Regions from separate parts of the Capsicum annuum genome. Here region 2 is linked to region 1. Evidence: chromatin contacts called from public Hi-C data. All regions are on one chromosome and are shown on one strand. Each heading gives the region's core, a stretch centred on a gene start, on an enhancer-like site or on the middle of the called end of the contact. The rest is flanking DNA. Distances are from core to core; before and after follow the strand shown. Region 1 holds the start of LOC107878495 (mitogen-activated protein kinase 20). Region 2 holds the start of LOC107878498 (ribose-phosphate pyrophosphokinase 4).

Evidence for each region. Hi-C and Micro-C count contacts between places; a contact is called where the count stands out from the background.
Region 2: a contact with region 1 is called in a Hi-C map of leaf, with 4 times the contacts expected there. The contact joins the promoter of LOC107878498 here to the promoter of LOC107878495 in region 1. A contact is called at or near these places in 2 of 5 Hi-C or Micro-C datasets (leaf and placenta).

What each region holds. Positions count from the first base shown.
Region 1 is chr7:215,388,877-215,395,732 of UCD10Xv1.1, forward strand. LOC107878495 (mitogen-activated protein kinase 20) reads right to left here and starts at 2,992. Exons shown (of 10, transcript XM_016725510.2): 1 at 2,411-2,992; 2 at 249-657; 3 at 1-31. The coding sequence starts at 2,434.
Region 2 is chr7:215,528,202-215,535,057 of UCD10Xv1.1, forward strand. It overlaps LOC107878498 (ribose-phosphate pyrophosphokinase 4), which reads right to left and starts at 2,547. Exons shown (of 7, transcript XM_016725515.2): 1 at 2,126-2,547; 2 at 758-1,073; 3 at 432-527; 4 at 256-324; 5 at 42-170. The coding sequence starts at 2,250.

The sequences.
Region 1 (6,856 bases), core at 1,742-4,241:
TTTGGCTTTAAATCTCTATGGTAGACATTAGCTGCAGCAAAACAAGAGTCATTGAGATTATGAAACGCACAAGAAAGGACTAGTCTGCTTACTGATGACAACAGGGCTGATCCGTGCCCCATTAAGGCACCTACAAACATACTCCTCTTCGAAATTTGAAGATAAGGGAACACAGATTAAATGTAATATATAGAAGCACTGGAAACTCTATAGGATCAAAGATGCAGCACAAGACCGGACAGATTTACCTGTGTGTATATATTTTAGGGCACGAAGCAACTGATAAAGGAAAAACTGATAATGTTCCCGAGTCAAGTCATCATTAGCCTTGATAACTTGGTGTAGATCCGACTCCATGAGCTCAAAAACAACATAAATATCTTTAAAATCCCTCCGTGAAGGTGGCAACATAATATGTTTGATTTCAACTATATCGGGATGGCGCAGAAGTCTCAGAAGCTTTATCTCGCGGAGGATCCGTGCTGCATCAGATATGTGTTCAAAGATGTCATGAATTTTTTTAATTGCCACTTTTTCACCAGTATGTGTGTCAATGGCTGAGCAAACGACACCATAGCTGCCTTTCCCTATGACTTCCTGAATTTTGTATCTATTTGCATCACCATATTCAGAGAAGAAGTCCATCTCTGCAGAACTCTGCAGCAGCATCGAACATACACTCAAATTATTCATTTTAGATAAAATAGGCAAGTATTCAACACCGTTCATCGTCAGCTAAAAGCAGCATCCAAGAGAATCTCTAATAAATAAATGGCATATTTTCTTCCATTCTATGACTTTAGCAAAACTTTAGAAGCAAATACACAAGACCGCAACTAGTAGCCTTATCATTTAATAACATTTGTACAAATAGAGATAACAAACAAAAGTCACCCTCCCAAAATATGATTCAACAATACAGAACATTCAAAACCTGAATGTTGCAAGGTACCATTCATTTATTAAATAAAGTGGGAGGATTCCCAGAATTATCATACCATATAGTGCATAAAAAAAACATTACCTAGTTTAAGCCTTAAGGCAAGTACACTTTTGCTCCCTGCATATTTTCAATAGTGCAATCTCATTTTAATTTCAATCTATGATGCAGATTATATGAATCCGATGCAGGAACTCATCCATTCAACTGTATGAAATTCTGATTGATCCATTCAAAGGACTTTTAACTTTTCAAATTATTGAAAAATTTTCATTCAGTTTTGGTTGACACGAATACAAAATCATGCCTCCGAATCTCAGTTTAGTGCGCGGAATAAGCGATCCAATTAACAAACAAAAACAAAGATATAGAAATAAACAAAAAGACCCACTTGGCACAAAAGAACCAGGTTCTTTTGTGCATAAAAAATGGGAATGGGGGGAAGTATCAAGTCTTCTCACCTATCATTCAAGAATAAACATTGTAATCCACCTAATCATTTCAACATCCACCAATATAAATAATTAAAATCCACCAACAAATTCACCAAGAACCTAACAAATCCCAATCCCAAACACCACAATAAAATAGATGGCAATAAATCCTGTAATTTCACAGTCACAAACAGTACGATGATGAACATGGCAATAAATCCTGTAATTTCATCAGGCTAAATTTCAAAAAAAAAAAAAAAAAAGAACAAAAATCTCAATTTTTTCCTTTGATCAGGCTGCTGCATTTTTCTCAATTATTCTAAAACCTCAAAAGAAAATCTAAAAAAAAAAAAAAAAAATTGAAATCAAAACAACATAACGATAAAACTAGTAATTTCATTTCCAAAAAAAAGAGCAAAAAAATCTCACTTCTTTTCTCTGATCAGCCTGCATTCTTCTCAATAATTCCGAAACCCCACAAAACCTAACAAATCCGGATCCCAAAAGAACAAGAAAATAGGTGGGTGGGGGGGGGGGGGGGGGGGGGAAAAAAAAACAATGCAACGATGAAAATAGCAACAAACCTGCAACTTCATTATGCTAAAATTCGAAAAAAAAAAAAAATCTCTCTTTTTTCTTTTATCAGGCTGCATTTTTTCTCAATAATCCCAAGAACTCAAAAAAGGAAAAATTGAAAAAAATATACCATTCAAATAAAAACTAGAAATTTCATTTCCAAGAAAGAGCAAAAATCTCTTCATTTTATTCTTTTGATCAGGCTGCATTTTGCTCAATAATTCTGAAAACCCACAACAAATCCCAAAAGCACAAGAAAATAGAAAAACAATTCACAAACAATACAAAAATGAACATATCAACAAAACTAGAAATAACGAAAAAATCACCTCTTTCCTTTGATCAGCCTGCATTTTTCTCAATAATCCCAAAATCACAAGAAAAATTTAACACACACACACACACATTGACTATCAAACCTATTAATTTCATTTCCAAAAAGATAGAACAAAAATCTCACCTTTTTTCTTTGATCAGCCTGCATTTTTTTTTTCTCAATAATTCTGCAAACCCCACAAACACAATAACAAATTCGAATCGAGTGATCCAAATAAAACCAACCCCAACACTCCAAAATTCAAGAATTTCAAGAATTCAAAAACTCATCCACATTTGCCCCAAACAACGAATATCAAAAGAAGAATCCCAGTCCCACCTTATTAATATAACCACTTCTTCTTGATCCTTCATAAAACTCTCCCTCAACAACCAAGAAATGGGTTCCACATTACCACAACAAAAATAACAAAACCCTAAATCTCATCTCCTCATCATAATTAACAATGGAAGGGAAGGGGGAGATGGATATATGTGGATCTGAAGAAACCCCTAGCTGGTGGGAAAGAAGGAGAAGGAGGGAGATCTGACACCGACAATTTTAGAGGTGGGACTGCTGGGGTGGTAGGGTTACATACACAAACAACAAGATGTACAAAAATACATATATATGGACATGTATTATACCTCATTCTATTTTTTTATATATAAAAAAAAACAAATAGGTTTTTCATTCGGTGTTGAATATCATATTGAAAGCCGATTAAATTTAGAATGTGAACTACATGGCCGGCCTACTTGATTATAGTATTGAAGCCCAATTAAATTTGAACAGAGCATTACTCGGCCCATATTTTAAAGTGACGCTCCCGACCATCGTCACATTGAAGCTAGACTAAATTTGAAATATGTACTATAAGGCCCATCCGACTATTATAATGGAGTTTGATTAATCTGAATTGCGCCCCGACTATCATATTGAAATCAACCTAAATTTAGGTTCTAAACTATACGGCCTACAGAACTATCATATTGGAGCCCAACTAAATTTAGATAGTGGTCTATCGGTCCATTTTTTAGAGCAACACTCGTAATTGGACTTTTTTTATTTAAAAACTCAACTCAAACTTCTAATCGAACTTATTTTATATTTAGAGACTTGAACTCAAGATGCCAATAACTTTTTTTATATTTAAAAGTTAAAGAGTCTAAAATCTTTCTCGAAAGTTATTAAGGACGAAAGAATATCGATCATCTGATCTGATTACAACTTATGTTGATAATTATTGTACAATAAAGAACAATATTTTATTTTACTACTATAATATAAAGTAGTTTACATATTATATTTACGTGCATGTGATGTGAGTGTATCTTATCTGGATACAATATATAGTGCCACGGCCACCCAAGAGGCGGATGCATTTAACAACACGCAACAGAAAGGGAGGAAACAAAAAAAGAAATTGCTTACATTTTATGGTAGTACGTTTTTAAATTAAAATATGTTAATCAATAGCTTTAGAAGTAAATTAATATAAAAACAATAATGAATTATACTATATAGTTAAATGTTACAAAAAGTTTTACTACATTTAATAACTTGAGAAGTAAGTTATATAAAAATAGTAATTGGTTATTACTATATAGTTAAATGTTACAAAAAGTTTTATTTAAAGACAGGTAGCATGCGTATAATTAATTCTAATGTGAATAATAAGTGCAAATTGCTGTTTTTGTTTTGCATTAAATGTGTATGTGTTAATCCAATAATTCAATTCAAACTTTATTGATAAATCATTTCATTTAAAAATAAGTTAGGTTGAAATTTGTTATAGTGAGATTGATTATTTTATATTATTTTTTATTAATTGTTTGTTTGTTATATTAAACAACATGCATTGTATTACAAAAATATTATTTATTTATTAAATAGAAAAAGGATTTGAGAGACCTCATAAATGCAGATTTTGTTAGACATGAGATAACTAATCTCACAATTATTACTACGATCCCTTTTGAATAACTTATCTTCATATTAATTACTGATCCAAATATGTAACTATTCCAATATTATTACCGAACAAAGAATAAGATACTCCGGTCCCTTGTTTTGTTTTAATTGATCTTTTTTTAAAAAAAAAATTGTTTCATTTTTGTGGTCCTATTTAAGAAGTCAAAATGATTTTATTATGTTCTTTCAATACTATCTTGGGTAAGGAGAAAATTCTGTTGGGAGCGCTACCCTCTTAATGGGTCTTGCAACGCGCGATTTGAATTAGTCGGGACTTCAATGACGATACCGGACACCAAATGGGAAATAAAAAAAAAACTATACTTGGATTTTGTAAGGAAAACCTAATTATTTTTATTTGCTCCATGAAATTATTGGAAGGAAAAGGCATATCCGTGATGATGAAAATGAATCTGCCCTTTAAACACCACCACAAAATTGGATGGTATGTTATTAGATTGGAAAGTTTGAGTAATAATATTGTGGTTTTATGCATCTTTCAACTTGGTCTACCACCAATAAATTATGATAAATGGAAGTAATTATCACTGGCTAGAAATATTTGGTTCTAACCTTAGAAATAATATTGCTTTCATTGAAAATTACTTCACTTTTTGAAGTGAGATTTTTCTTTGTATGAATTTTAATTAATCGAGTTTCAAGATAAATACGGTACATCAAATGAAAAATAACAACAACAATCTAGTGTATTCTCACATAGTGGGGCCTCAGAGGGTAAGATGTACGCAATCCATACCATTACTTCAGGAGAAGTAGAAAGACTATTTCCGATAGACCCCCGGCTCAAATAAAAAACAAAGAAAAAGGAATTCATCCTATACATGCATCTCATGTATTTATTTAATGCCACAGGGTTAAGTAATATTTTTTCGTTGTATTAAGCTGTTAATTTTTTTTTATACAATAGTGAAATATAGGGATTGTGCGGTATACACTATTTTAGTGGATTAATAAAGAGATTAAATAGTTAATTTCCAAAAATGACTCTTGTATATCATTATTTCAAGTAATTAGATAATTTTAGTGATCGATGTAAAAAATTATAATTACTTACTCACAATAAATAATTATATAAGATCAAACAATTTAATCTTAATAATTAAAATTGAAGTGAGGATAGACATAATTATGAAGAAGATATTTGCATATCAGCAATTACTACTGGATAGTCTATTGATACTAGAAGTGCAAGGGCCATGTGCAAGGCCCGTATTATTACGGGCCTAAAATAGTAGAACTGCAATTTTTAAATTTTAGAATTTATCTTGAAATAGAAAGTTTGAGTAGTAGAATATTTTTATTAGTATAATTGAGCTGAGAAGATCATAATTGAAACCTTTTTTTAATCTTCTTGTTGAATTTTGTTATCAGAAATATATATATAAAAAAAAAGACACAAATATGATGAAATAGCTTAAATCAAATATCCAACAGATTATTGTTTTTTAATATCGCAAAGATTAAGAATCATATAAATTTACCCGATAAAGAGAATACACAACCTAGATTCGCTATTGTTTTGTTTAATTATTATTTTTAACACAAGAAAAGAGTGTTGTTTTTTAATAGAGAAGGAAGAGTTGAGATTTTCTTTTCTTTATTTTATTTTTAAAACTGAGAAATATTAATTAATATTGAGGAGATGTAAAAAGTTGAGAAAGATGGTTACACATATTTGATAGAAAATTTGTTAATGTTAAGAAAATGCAAAGTGTCTGATAGCAAATTTGTGGTAGATACACGTTTTTTGTACCTAAATTTACTTTATTTATATTTAAATTAGTTTGTAAAAATCTTTTGCAAATAATCTTTATACTTCTTTTCTTTGATTTCTTTAAAATATAGTAATAAAATTTACTTATGCTTTATTCTTTTCACACTTTACTACATACATTTTATCCTCTTTAAATCTCATTATGCCATTTTACCCTCTTTAAACATTACTGTACATTAAAATCACGATTGAAGCAATTGAAGCAGAAATCAATCAATTTTTTTTCTTGTTAATTATTGTTATTTACAGTACTTTTTATTTCATTTTCAAATAATATATGTTGTTTTATATCTTCTTCTGTCCCGTCCCAATTTATGTGTCACTAATATAATTTTGACATTCAATCAAATATTTTATGTTGACATATTGTTTTGTTATTCTTGTTTTTTTTAATACATAAATAACTTATAATAAGGTGTGATATAGTAAAATCATCGTTCGAAAAACAAAAATTTAATTTAAAATATTAAGAGTTAATTTCACATTTTATATATATTTTGTTTTTTATTAAATATTATTTATTTTCTTAATACCTAGATGACTCATAATAATTAATTAAGAGCGATTAATTATGTTATTGCTATAAAAATTAATATAATTTTATCATATCCAACAGTAATCATCCATAATTTACCAGAATAGTATATTAATTAAATACGGAATGCTATATTTGCATATGCAAAATATGATATTATTAAACATTATTGGATAGTGCATTATATTTATCTTTCACAATAATAAAATTTTGCTATATATTTTTCTTTCTTTCATTTTAACTTAATACATATTGACCCAAAACAAATTCTAAGAAAATATTTATT
Region 2 (6,856 bases), core at 1,297-3,796, 140 kb after region 1:
ATAATAATCAGGACACTAGTACATTCAGGAGACAGGATTACCTGGCATTCTATTAGAGTACCTCCGGATTGGACCAAGTCATCAACAATGACCACATGACACCCCGCAGGATTACCCTCTTTAAGCCTGACTATTCTCTTGTCACCCTCCCGGACTTTGGTGCAAATTACCTAGGAGAAGAAAATCTGCTAAGTTCGAGATGATATAAGGTAGCACATAGAAACCACAGGAAAGGAGTTTCTATGATTTACTAACAGCAGGATAGTGACCCAATTGCTTGTAGAACCGCTTCCAAGCTCCATCGTCAGGAAAGGCTATCACTATCTGGAATAGAAAAAATGTTAGGACGTGACTACTTATTGGACAAGTAGCCATTGCTAAGTCATCTTGAAAAAACGAGGATAAGTACGTTTAGCAGGAAAGCTGCCTACCTTCTCAGACTGTGGAAGTTGCTGAAGCCGTTGCTTCAACAACGGGACTCCAGTCTCAAACAGAGGCAGAACATGGTCTCCGAAATAAAACCTCTCCTGCAGAAACATAGACACGTGAACATAAATATCTCAAGAAACATTTCGAACATATGAAGAGGTCAAGGTGATCCTGTCAGGATATTTTGGGTTTCATAGAAAAGCAAGCTAGCTGAAAAGCCATTATCTTTTGCAGAGCTCAATTAGAGAATCTTAGATATAAGTAGCCTAAGTAATCATGTAAACAAATGCACGGATGAACTATAATTCTGTGAAAGAAGCGAAATTACCTGTAATGCATGGATGTCATAGATAACTACACTAGTTGGACCACCTCTTGAGATTGGAATATTTGATATTATTCTAGCCATGGTGAATGCAGTAGCCACATCTCCTTCCTCTTCCATCCGTTCAAATGATCCAGTTGGAAAGAATGGCAATACAAGCGTAAAAGATGCGACAAACAGCCTTGGAAGAGCAAATATCACAGAAAGTTGTTCAAAGATGACTGCTGGTGAGCTGAAAGATGCCAGAAAAGCAACATGCTGCCCACGGATATTGTGTGCATTGTTTATGAAGAGATTTGGAAAACCATCATCAAAACTCCTGAAACATGCACAAGTATTCGTTAGCCTTGTCCCAAAAAGAATTAACACAAACTATTTTACAAGTATCAACATCGTTTGTAGATCCATCATTAAACCAGGTAGATAAGTGCTTATGCATACGCATTGCCAACATAAAGTATCTTTATTTGGCCTCAGTAACTAAGTAGGCAACTTTGTAAACAATACAGAACTACCTTTCCCCCTTAAAGATACATGCAAACTTCACTTATCTTAGCAAACTTTGGACAATCTTAAACACAGATGAAGGAACACCAAGTTAGATTGACGCCTAGTGTAAAAATAGGCTAACTACGATGAATTCTATAGAGTGAATGAAGCGTACTCCCTCCATTTCATTTTACTTAGTCAATGTTTGATTATAAAATGTAACAGAAATTTGACTTTCACTTTTTCAGATTGTTTAAAAGTGATTTAGATCATTCTTTTGTGCGTTTTCTTTTCACTTAACCCATTAAATACGGCAGCATCCTCCAAATCAAGGAACAAAAAAAAACTGTTCCACACTTAACAAAGAGAAGGTTCAAAGTTCAAACATAATAAACGGGGAGTTTAGGTTCAATTTACTCTTATCACATAATCTTTCAAACAGAACTGTTCATATTAAAAATAAATAAAATCTGAACTTTAGTAAAATGTGGAAGAATTCTAGTAAAATTATTAGATGAATTCTGACTTTGTTTATTAGCAAAATTAGCGAATCAAGAATTTCTAGAACATAGGTGGCCCTGGTGGCGGAGCCAGGATACATAAAAAAATAATTTGTAGCTTTTCTTGTAGCATGAATGCCCCCAGATAAATAATAGTACCAATTTATTTTTAAAAAAATTATACATATAAACTAGCTAGTTTTATGAAAAGATCATGGATTCACGGTGCTACATTTTTAGGCTATAATAATAATAATAATAATATTTTTTTTCCTACTGTTTAATTTTTTAAAAATGGTCAGAGAACAATTCAAGAAAGTATAGTAGGTGCGTGAAACAGAGACAAGAAGAGTGGAAATTTTCAATTTTGATAGTTGGGTACCTCCAGTTAATGGAATGGAGGTGAATACAATCAGAATCATAAGCAATTTTACGAGCAAGATCCTCCATTTCAACACAGTAGTACAAAAGTACTTGCTTCTTCGCTAACGCACCGCCGTTCTCCATTCCTCAGTAAAACAGCTTTTTCGCCCACTTTTGCAACCAATGGAGAAAAAGAGAGAAAAAAAAAAAAGGCTGAGAGGAGAGCCCGGCGCGGCACTGTCTGCTGCTGTGTATGTTTAGAAACAAAGTGTATTTTTGGCTGCCCTCTTTGTTTCACCTGATTTTTCTATGCTGTATAAAGATACAAACGATCTACCTTTATGGGAGTGTTTGGGAGCCTAAAACAAGTTAATATTTGATTATAAATTTTTAATTTTATTGAATGAAAAATTTGAGTGAGCTCGTAATATTTAGGATTACAAAAAATGAAATTTGTCCAAATACTAGTAGTATTTTATAGTAATATTTAGAATTTTGAATTTTTTGGTCAAATAATAACAAATTGTATGACCAAATACTATTTTTCAAGTTTTTTTTCGCAAATATTACTTGAAAAGTCTATGGTCAAACAGGTTCTAAGTCATAGACACTTGTATGACTATAAATCATTTTATTAAGAATAAAATAATTTTAAAGCTAAAATATTACTAAAAGTAAAGACTTGCCATTGATTTGGTGGCCGACTAAAATGAAAGCAATAAATCATTTTATTAAGAATAAAATAATTTTAAAGCTAAAATGTTACTAAAAGTAAAGACTTGCCATTGATTTGATGGCCGACTAAAATGAAAGCAAGTTATATAGGTTGAATAGAGTGAGTGATTTTCTTTTTCCTTTTATGAAATTTCCTTTTTTCTAAAGAATACTTGTTGTATCCTAAAATATGTGTTCATAAAAATTTTGATATATGCAAAATTATGAAAGAAAAGTATCATATTGTAATCGTATAAAATTTGTAGGGTATAAATTCATAAAATGATTCAGATTATATCAAATTTATATTAATATAAATAAATAGTGAATTGATATAATTGGATTGAATAAATCTAATAAATATGAATTAAATTAAAATCAAATTTTGTTAGGCTAGTCCATTGACTTAAACTATAAAATTATGAACGTATTTTTCTAATTCCGAGATGTCATCTTGTCTTAAATATTTAATTTGGTATCACATATCAAATAACGTAGTATACTAAGTCAAATGAAAAAACTTATAGAATCATGTCACACATCAAAATAACAAAGCATATTAACTCAATTCAAAGGCCAAAAAAAATGTGTCATATCATGTGTATAGACGTGACATGTTTCAATCAATCAAGTATCCTAGTATCACTTAAAACTAATCCACCAAAAAAAGTATGTGCTCACCACAACTTTTCCATTCTACAATTATAATTAAAGGTCTCATAATTTATGAAATCCACAAAAAGGACTCGTGAATCAATATTACAAATTTCTCAATAAAGCTACGGTTCAAGCATAATAACACTCAAGTTCAAAGTACAATTTAAAACAGTGAGATTTTCTCCGTCTTATTTTATGTATCATCATTTACTTTTTGGTCCGTCCTAAAAAAATATCATTTTTCCTTATTAATAACTATTTAAAGACACAATTTTACTTTTACCCTTATTGGTCCCACGTGAAATTTTTAGTTGGTTAGTTACCTGAACTTCTAGCTTGTTGGTGAGGGATCGATTTCCCATATTGTAATCCCCTCCCCCATTTTCCTACCCTCATTTTTTTAAAAAAAAATTCTTATTGGCCTCAGTTAATTAAAAATAGATAGTAGCACATTTTTTTTATAGAGGACAATTTGATAAACATTACCAAGTTTTCCTTTATTTCTTAAATTTCATAGAGGACAATTTGATAAACATTACCAAGTCTTTTTCTTTTATAGCGACTTCTTCTGCACATTTTTCATGCTAATTCAACTTTTAAGAAACTTATTGCATATGTTTTTAAAAATTATCTGAAAAGGTTCAAAAATACCATGAACTATTTGAAATAGCTCAAAAATGCCTCTCGCTAGATTTTTTGTTCAAAAATACCCTTCCGTTAAATATTTGGCTTAAAAATACCTATCCCTCTAATGGAATATGGAAAAGGATCAAAAATACCCCTGAACTATCTGAAATGGCTCAAAAACACCCCTTTGTTAAATATTTGACTCAAAAATACCCCTCCCTTTAACGAAATTCCACCAAGCATGCCACCTAGGTAAAAAAAAATCACGTGACTATGCCTCATCACCATCCACATGTAAAATGTTAGTATTTTTTAATCATATGACATTCCTTTTTTTTTTTTTTTTTTTTTTGTTTTTGCAAAGCAATGAAACGGAAAAACCAAAAAACTAATTTTGCTAATTACTTCATTAGTGTTTTAAAAGTTCTAGATTTCTCCTTTTCATTAGTGTTTTAAAGGTTCTAAATTTCATCTTGTTATTGTCGTTTGGGATGAGGGGCAGTTTGATCTTGATCTGATGTTGACTCGGAGGAGGAGCTAAAATTTTAACTTTTAAGCTAGAAAATGTTGATGTATTAATAATTGAGTTGAATTTACTATATGCAATTTTTTTTTTCAAAATAAATGAATTCCTTTTAACACTTGTTTAATCATTCGAAATGAATTCATTTTTCTAAATTCAGTTTTGATGAATAATCTTATTATTTTTAGAACAAGTTTGAAAAGAAGTAAAATGATACTTAATATTGATAAATTATTTTCTAAATATGTCATTCATTAACTTTTTGAAAATGTGTGCCACATTCAAAGATTCATTAATTTTAGATTAGAGGAGGTATTTATTAAATCATTTTAACATAAGCATTTTGAGTAAAAGCTAGCAAAGCCAAACACATCTTTTGAGTAACTAATTTGAAGTTTAGTTTGAAATTTGTTACTTTTACGAGTAAATTTTAATTTAAACTTTTATACTGGCCTAATAATTAATGGGTTTATCAGTTTAATAAAACTCTTTTGTTGGATTTTACACTTTTAAACCTATTAACAGGAAAAAACTTATTTTTTAGATGATCAAAGGAATTTGATAATAGCGATGTTACGTTTAATAATTTTTTTTAAAAAAAATATTATGTAACCACCGTTTGTCTACTTTGATCAAAAATGAAAAAGTCGTGTAAATTTTATCCGTTTTACTGACGTTTTTAAATAAAAATAAAAATAAAGAAGAAAGGAATGTCATATAATTAAAAAATACTAACATTTTACATGCGGATGGTAATGTCACATAATCACGTAGTTTTTTTTTATAAAGGTGGCATGCTTGGTGGAATTTCGTTAAGGGGGGGGGGGGGGGTTTTTTTTTATCAAATATTAACAGAGGGGTATTTTTGAGCCATTTCAGATAGTTCAAGGATATTTTTGATCCTTTTCCGAATTCTGTTAGAGGGAGAGATATTTTTGAGTCAAATATTTAATGGAGGGGTATTTTTGAGCCAAAAATTTAACGAAGGGCATTTTTGAGCTATTTCAGATAGTTCAGAGGTAATTTTGAGCCTTTTTCGTAAAATTATAGTAATTAATAATTCACCTACCAAAATTTTCTTACTTTAGAGTGTGTTTGGTATGATGAAAAGTATTTTTCTGAAAAAAGTTTTTCTGAAAAATAAGTTGGTTTTCTACTTATTTTCTCACGTTTGGTTGGCGAGTGAAAAATATTTTTTGAAAAATATTTTATGTTGTTTGATTAGTGAGTAGAAAATATTTTTTATAAAATAATACTAACTGTTAACTAGTATAACAATGTTTCTAGCAACTCAACAATTTGTAAGAACTAATTTAAGAATAACAAATAATATTAATATCGAATACTAAAATATTACAATCACTAAATTTAATCAACTACTAATTAGCAAAGATTTACATTTTTCAACATTTTGCTAGGACAATCTCAAAATACTACAATCAATAGAAATAAAGCGGAACGACGAGCTTATTCAACTTTGTGAAACAAGCTACATCGATGACAAAATGAAATATGCAATTAGCAAAAGTAACATAGGCAAGTTTTCCTCTATGCATATGGAAATAACAATACATTCAACAAACATTGGAAAAGAAAAAAATTCGGGCTTCACTATTTTTTATTTCAAGCAGTGAAAAATTAAAGCAAAGCACAGTGAAAAATATTTTCGAGTAATGTGAATTTTTTGAGAAATGTGAATATGAGTGTTGTTGGGGTGGGAAAGAGGAGTGGAGGTGGGGGCATAAGTCACATTTGTCATTTTATGAAAAATGACTTACTTGGCCCATGAGGGAAGTCATTTTCCCTCAAATAGAGGAAAATGAGTTATTTATGGAAAACATTTTCTCAACATTTAACTACGACCAAACAAGGAAAAATAAGAAAACATTTCCATCATACCAAACACACCCTTAGTTCATCATATTTGAAATTGGCAATATTCTGTGACATAGATTGAACTCATCTTTTTATTATATCCGCAAATTTTACTTCTTTTGGAATATAGAATGCGATTCTTGCTAAGAATATCATATCTTCCAACCAAAAAACTACCTACCTTTTTTTTTTCCTTTTGAAAAAAGAGAAGCTTATAAAGTGATATTTTCTTTATCTTTTCCTCATTATGTATAAAACAATCTAATTTATGCATATCTTTAGTATAAGAAATTTTGACATATTATATAAATTATCTGAATACCTGTCATAACAGTTAATTAATTTTATATTTAA